Regions from separate parts of the Macaca mulatta genome. Here region 1 is linked to region 2. The links are chromatin contacts, called in public Hi-C maps. All regions are on one chromosome and are shown on one strand. The core of a region is the stretch at or near the end of the contact, and the rest is flanking DNA. Distances in the headings are between cores, read along the strand shown. Region 1 holds the start of TAL1 (TAL bHLH transcription factor 1, erythroid differentiation factor). Region 2 holds the start of FOXD2 (forkhead box D2).

Evidence for each region. Hi-C and Micro-C count contacts between places; a contact is called where the count stands out from the background.
Region 1: a contact with region 2 is called in a Hi-C map of fetal cortex germinal zone, with 5 times the contacts expected there. The contact joins the promoter of TAL1 here to the promoter of FOXD2 in region 2. A contact is called at or near these places in 3 of 14 Hi-C or Micro-C datasets (fetal cortex germinal zone, fetal cortical plate and liver).

Annotation. Positions count from the first base shown.
Region 1 is chr1:193,459,582-193,463,000 of T2T-MMU8v2.0, reverse strand. It overlaps TAL1 (TAL bHLH transcription factor 1, erythroid differentiation factor), which reads right to left and starts at 1,932. Exons shown (of 4, transcript XR_013402274.1): 1 at 1-1,932.
Region 2 is chr1:193,256,335-193,259,848 of T2T-MMU8v2.0, reverse strand. FOXD2 (forkhead box D2) reads left to right here and starts at 1,272. Exons shown (of 1, transcript XM_015138976.3): 1 at 1,272-3,514. The coding sequence starts at 1,382. The coding sequence ends at 2,869. It overlaps LOC114677425, which reads right to left and starts at 1,383. Exons shown (of 3, transcript XM_077983199.1): 1 at 1,301-1,383; 2 at 541-1,023. The coding sequence starts at 1,383.

The DNA.
Region 1 (3,419 bases), core at 683-3,182, 200 kb before region 2:
GTTTGCCGCGGCTTTGGTGGAAATATAGGAATAATTCTTCCCTGGATTGCAATACAATGCGGAAGATTTTCTTTCTCCGCTTCTAATCCAAAAGAGGGGAGGGGAGGAAAGCAGAGGGGAATCCATCCATTCCCGGCGTGTTATCGGGGGGTTAATGTTTGCGTGTTCGCTGGGGGTTAATGTTTGCCTTATGACCAAGTCTCTGTGTCCGTGCCTCTCTCCATTTTCTCTTCCTACCTCAAACCCAGCAACTTAGAAAACGGCGGTAGCGGGGGAAAAAACCCGCTGCTTTGTTCTCCCGCCAAAGGAGCCAAAAGGGACAAACTGCTGCGCTCTACGATGATTATTTTAATTAAAATAGGATGTTAATGATGACGATTGTGATGGCGATGGCATTGGCAATTATAATAATTGACTAAACAAAATCCTTTCAACCCGAGCTAGGGCCCCACTAACCCGGTCCCCTCAAGAGCCCGGATTCGGCCTCGGTCTCGGATGCCACGGGTACCAGACCCAAGCGGCAACGTCGCTCACCCGAAGAGGGGGCGGGAAAATCTTCCCTGGAGGTGATCCCGAATGTCCCCACCCGAGGCGCGAGGCCTGGTTAATATGCCCATTGTCCTTTCGGGGCCTCTCCCTCGGACCCCGGCGGCCGCACCCACGAAACTGACCAGAAATGGACGAAGCCGGAGTGCAGCGGGAACCGAAGCCCGCAGCGACCGGCTCGAAGGCGCCGGCCTCGGTGAGCGCTGCTCAGCTTCAAGCCTGGAGGATCCTCCCATTCACCAACGAACCCCTCAAACACCGAGGCACAGGCGGGCCTCTGGGCAGAGCAGCCGCCGGCCCGGCTCTGTCCGCCCATCCAAGCCAACAACTGGCTCCCGAATACATCATAATTTGGAATAAAATGTGAAATCCCGCTCCCCGCCCCCATGCCGCCGCCCCCACCAGCGCCTCGATCTCTCGCTCGCCCTCCCCCCACTCCCGCCCCCAGCGATTTGCAAACGCACCTCTAAAGGACACAGGCACACAGGCACACAAGTCAGTGCGGACAGGACCACACAGGGTCCAGCCCCACAGAAGGGCAACAAACAAGCACCACTCAGCACTGCTCCAGAAGCCGACTTGGTCAGCCCCGCACACTGCCCAACAGGACACAACGAAATCGGTTAAACGTATCGGCTCACGGACACACAATCCAACACAGTCGGAATCACACTCGCCCGACATAACGAAGACACCACCCAAACACAGTCGCAGAGGCCACACACCCCCCCCCCCCCACAGAACCAGATCCCTGCTGAGAACGCCAACGGAGCACAATCGTGCGCAACGAAGAAAACACAGAAGGGCCTCAAAGGGTTCACATCTACACACCCCAACCGCGCAGGCACACCACACTGGGACACACAGCCTGTCGCCAAGAAGACCACACTCAGAAGCAGCCAACGCCGCCCACAGCTCTCATGAACGCACTCTCACAATCCCACCGCATGCACACAACCACGAAGAAGAAATGAAAACCAACCACCGCCTCGCGCATTTCTGTATATTGCGTAAGGAAAAGGGGGAAGGAAGGAAGAGAGTCTCCGAGGCGGGAGGGGCGGCGGCAGCCCGGGCGGTGGCGTCCGTGGAAAATGCCCCCCCCCCCATCGAAAGGAACCGAGGGAAAGGGAGCGAAGACCTCTTTTGCGGACGTGGGGAAAAAGAGGAGGAAATTGATGAGGAATTCGGTGGGAGGCCTCGGGTTGCTTTTCCCCTAGAAAAAGGCCAGAATGCTCACGTCTTTCCGCTACGGGGGTAGGTGTGTGGCCATTTTGAGGCCCGGTCCTGAGCGGCGGCGGCCCGGCCCCTCCCGCGGCCCCCGCTCCCCCGCCCGCGCCGCGCCCGCCCGGCCCCTCCACCGACGCGCTCTAATCCCACTCACGTTCCAGGCCTCGTTAGCATGGGCCGAGGCGCGCCGGGGCCGTGTGCGCTGCGGAGATAAGGCAGTGCCGCGGGTCCGCCCGCCCCCGATAAGCGCCTCGGCCATTATGGGCCAAATGATTCATTTTAATTTGGACGCGCTGTCTAGGACCCAGCAGATCCAGCCCCCATCTCGGATCCCAAGACCTCTCAGGAACCCCAGCTCCCCACAACCTCAGTCCCTTGACCTTCCAGACACCTTTCTTCAGCGACTCTCACCCCAACACTCTGTCCCTACCTCTGAAGACCACCATGATATCAAAATCGTCACCTCCCAGCGCTTCTTTCTTATTCTTCCTCCAGTGTCCCAGACACCCAGATTTCAATGGGCAGCCTCCCTATCCCAGAAAACTCCCCAGCCCTTCCCTACCTCTTCACCCCCTTCTAAAATAGAGCCGGTAACTCAAATTCATGGGCTCTACGGCGGCCTGGCAGAACTCCTGTCAACAGGGATATTAAAATGCCCATTCTGCTAGGTTTCAGGCTGAGCCCAGAGCCCAGGAACACTGCTCCCCACATGGTGTTTAAAAAAAAAAAAAAAAAAAAAAAAAAAAAAAAAAGTCGGCCGGGCGCGGTGGCTCAAGCCTGTAATCCCAGCACTTTGGGAGGCCGAGAGGGGCGGATCACGAGGTCAAGAGATCGAGACTATCCTGGCTAACACGGTGAAACCCCGTCTCTACTAAAAAATACAAAAAAAAAACTAGCCGGGCAAGGTGGCGGGAGCCTGTAGTCCCAGCTGCTTGGGAGGCTGAGGCAGGAGAATGGCATAAACCCGGGAGGCGGAGCTTGTAGTGAGCTGAGATCCCGCCACTGCACTCTAGCCTGGGCGACAGAGCGAGACTCCGTCTCAAAAAAAAAAAAAAAAAAGTTTAGTCTAGCGACTGAAACACTATTCTAGGCATTTTACAAATACTAACTAATCTGCTCTTCATAAACAATCCAGAGAAGTTGGATCCTCAATTTACAGAAGAGAAAACTGAGGCACATAAAGTCAAGTAACTTTTCGAATGATACATAGCTAGTGCTTGATGGAGTCTGCCTTAGAAGAAAATTTGGCACGGAGTCTTCTCTGCAACTCAGTTGATGAAAAGGGGCAGTCAAAACCTAGCCAGGGACAGGGACCTGGGATCAACTCATTGCGGGGACCAAGGTCTTTACTGTGGGGTAGGAATCTGAGTTCAGTGCCAGCTGGATGATGCGCTCAGCCCACGGAGGGTCTCTGGGTTCATTCTTTCATGGTGGAGTGGAAAGAACACATGTTCGAATTTTAGCCACTGATCTCTGAACCTCAGTTTTCTCATTTGTAAAATGGGGAGATAATGTCGACGTCACAAAATTGTGAGAACTAACTTATATGACCTTTAAAAGGTGGTGGTGAGGGTAATAATGTACGGAAAGTCCGTAGCCCAGGAAAACAGCATATGCACTTGCATGGGAGTTCTGGTTACCATCAT
Region 2 (3,514 bases), core at 23-2,522:
GGTCCTGGAGGGAGGCCAGGGGAGAAAGAGGTCTAATAGGATGGGCAGGAACCTGGCTGGTGAGAAACAAGGCACAGGGCCAACCTTACTTGCACAAGACTTTTGAGATGAAGGCAACACTTGGTCGAGGTTAGGGTTCACTGACCGGGTGTTGGGCGGGGGGCGGAGGGGGTCCTGCCGCCTGTCGGTGGGGCCCAGAACCCTGGGAGCCAGGAAGGTAGGGGGTGTCCAGTCCTCAGGGCAACTGGGGCCAGGGAGAGGAGAGGGAGAAATTAAGCGGATTCCCAGACCCGTGAACAGACACACCCAGGCAAATGCCGTTTCCACAGAGACTCATGGAGAGTGAGACAGTCACAGAGACCGAGACAAACGGATGCCGAGACCGAGAGGGTCGGAGGACAGGCAAACTCGGAGCGGCAGACCGGCCCGCGCCCCAGGAACGCGGCCACAGCTGCAGCCGCTCTGCCCGGCCTCCCCACGCGGAGAGGGGTGGCGGGCTCGGCCGCGGAGGGAGGAGAGGGCGCCCCGCCGCAATCTCACCTCTCCCAGGCCCAAGGCTGCGGGCGCCAAGTTTGCTCCTGGTGATCACTCGAATGCGTCTCCTCTCGGGCCGGAAGTCGTGCGAGCTCGGGTGGGAGCCGCGGGCCGCGCTGGGGCAGCGTGGGTCCCGGCGTCTCAGGCTCGCGCTCCCACTGCGCTACGGCCCCAGTGGCCCGGGCGCCGCCTTGGGAAGAGGACGGGTGGGGGCTGCTGCCACTTCCCTGGCTGCGGCTGGCGCCCGAGTGAGCCTTAACATCCAGGGGCTGAGCGTTCTGAAGGCGGCGGCTCCACAGAGCGCAGGGTGCAGGAGCAGCGGCGAAGACAAGGGCCCACCTCCGGCCACTCCAGCCCAGCTCCCGCCGCGGCGGCTGTTTGTTCCCGCCGGGCCCCTCAGCGGAGGCGCTACGCCCGCCCCTGCCGCCTCGCCCCACCCCGCCCAGGGAGCTCCGCCCTGGCCCGCGGCTCTTCCGCCTTAGGCAGCCGCTAGGCGGGAGGGACAGTCCCCCACCCCCAACCACTGCAACCCCGAGGGGACTAGGAGCTGAGGCCCGCCCAGGTAAGGAAAGGCCTCAGCTCCTTCCGCCCCTGCGGCGGGTCCCAGCTCGGGCTCCTGGGGTAGTGGCGGGGGCCGCCAACTGGGCGCGCCCTGGAAGGTGAGCGCGGCCGAGCTGGGCCGCCAGGGGGCGCTGCGGAGCCGGGGGACACCCCTCCCTGCCTGCCTTAGTCCCCCGCCCCCTCCCCGCCCGCGCGCAAAACGCACTCGCCCCAGAGGCAGCGCGGCCGAGCCGGAGCCGCTGCCGGAGCGGAGCCGGAGAGTGGCGGCGGCGGCGGCAGCGGCACCATGACCCTGGGCAGCTGCTGCTGCGAGATCATGTCCTCCGAGAGCTCCCCGGCCGCGCTGTCCGAGGCCGACGCAGACATAGACGTGGTGGGCGGCGGCAGCGGAGGGGGGGAGCTCCCAGCCCGCTCCGGGCCCCGCGCCCCCCGGGACGCGCTCCCCCATGGCCACGAGCCTCCCCCGGAGGAAGCCGAGGCAGACGTAGCCGAGGACGAGGAAGAGTCGGGTGGCTGCTCGGACGGCGAGCCCCGAGCTCTGGCGCCCCGGGGGGCGGCGGCCGCAGCGGGGAGCCCAGGGCCAGGCGCGGCGGCGGCCCGCGGCGCAGCGGGGCCCGGGCCGGGACCGCCGTCGGGGGGCGCGGCGACGCGGAGCCCTTTGGTGAAGCCGCCCTACTCGTACATCGCGCTCATCACCATGGCCATCCTGCAGAGCCCCAAGAAGCGGCTGACGCTGAGCGAGATCTGCGAGTTCATCAGCGGCCGCTTCCCCTACTACCGGGAGAAGTTCCCCGCCTGGCAGAACAGCATCCGCCACAACCTCTCGCTCAACGACTGCTTCGTCAAGATCCCTCGCGAGCCGGGCAACCCGGGAAAGGGCAACTACTGGACGCTGGACCCGGAGTCGGCCGACATGTTCGACAACGGCAGCTTCCTGCGGCGCCGCAAGCGCTTCAAGCGGCAGCCCCTGCCGCCGCCGCACCCACACCCGCACCCTCACCCGGAGCTGCTGCTGCGTGGCGGGGCCGCGGCGGCGGGGGACCCCGGCTCTTTCCTGCCCGGCTTCGCTGCCTACGGCGCCTACGGCTACGGCTACGGGCTGGCTCTCCCGGCCTACGGCGCACCCCCGCCGGGGCCGGCCACGCACCCGCACCCGCATCCGCATCCGCACGCTTTTGCCTTCGCCGCGGCAGCCGCCGCCGCTCCTTGCCAGCTGTCGGTTCCCCCAGGCCGCGCCGCCGCGCCTCCACCCGGACCTCCGACGGCCTCGGTGTTCGCGGGCGCGGCATCTGCCCCAGCTCCTGCGCCAGCCTCAGGCTCGGGCCCGGGCCCCGCAGGCCTGCCCGCCTTCCTGGGCGCCGAGCTGGGCTGCGCCAAAGCCTTCTACCCGGCGTCCCTGAGCCCTCCCGCAGCCGGCACCGCGGCGGGTCTGTCCACCGCACTTCTGCGCCAGGGTCTCAAGACGGACGCGGGCGGTGGTGCAGGCGGCGGGGGCGCCGGAACAGGGCAAAGGCCTTCCTTCTCTATAGACCACATCATGGGCCACGGTGGCGGCGGGGCAGCACCCCCGGGCGCCGGCGAGGGCTCGCCGGGACCGCCATTCGCCGCAGCCGCGGGTCCTGGGGGCCAAGCCCAGGTCTTGGCCATGCTGACTGCTCCGGCCCTGGCTCCGGTAGCGGGCCACATTCGCCTCTCGCATCCCGGGGACGCGCTGCTGTCCTCAGGGTCCCCGTTTGCCAGCAAAGTCGCCGGCCTTAGTGGCTGCCACTTCTGACCGCAGCAGGCCCAGGGCCGGTTAGGTCCGCACTCCTCAGCCTCTCCCGGGAGCTTCTGCGGTCCCAGCGGAACTCAGGGAGTCTATTTATGAAGTCTCCAGACCTTGGGCCGGCACGCGTGACTCGGCACTTCAGTCTCCACGCACAGAATCTCGCAGATAGTTGGGACCAAGCGGGCTCTATCGTTCAGGGCGACAGGCCCGGGGCTACGCGAAGTCGTCGCAGGCCAAGATCCTTTACAGTTTGAGAAATAAAAGCAGGGGGGTGGGGGCTTCGTTTTTCCCCTGCCTCTGCGCCTCTCGGCGAACACATTCCCGGAGAGATGCCTGACCAGGCTCCACGGATCCCGCCAGAAACACCAACAGAGGGTCTCCCTTTCTGCCTTTCCCCTCTCACTTCTTCCCCAACGTTGAGACCCGGCTTGTCCAATATTATAATTTAAAGACATCTATTATCTGCTTTGTGCTTAAAAGAAAAATTCAACTTTTTTTTTTTTTTTTTTTTTTTTTTTTGCTGTTCTCCAAGGAAGTTCGTTTCCTCTGAAGCCTAAACCAGTGTCTACGCAGGCGGAGCGGAACGGAGAGGTGAAGCAGGGGGTCTTCATATTCCCAGCAAAAACCCTGGATCCCACTCCACTGAGGAAA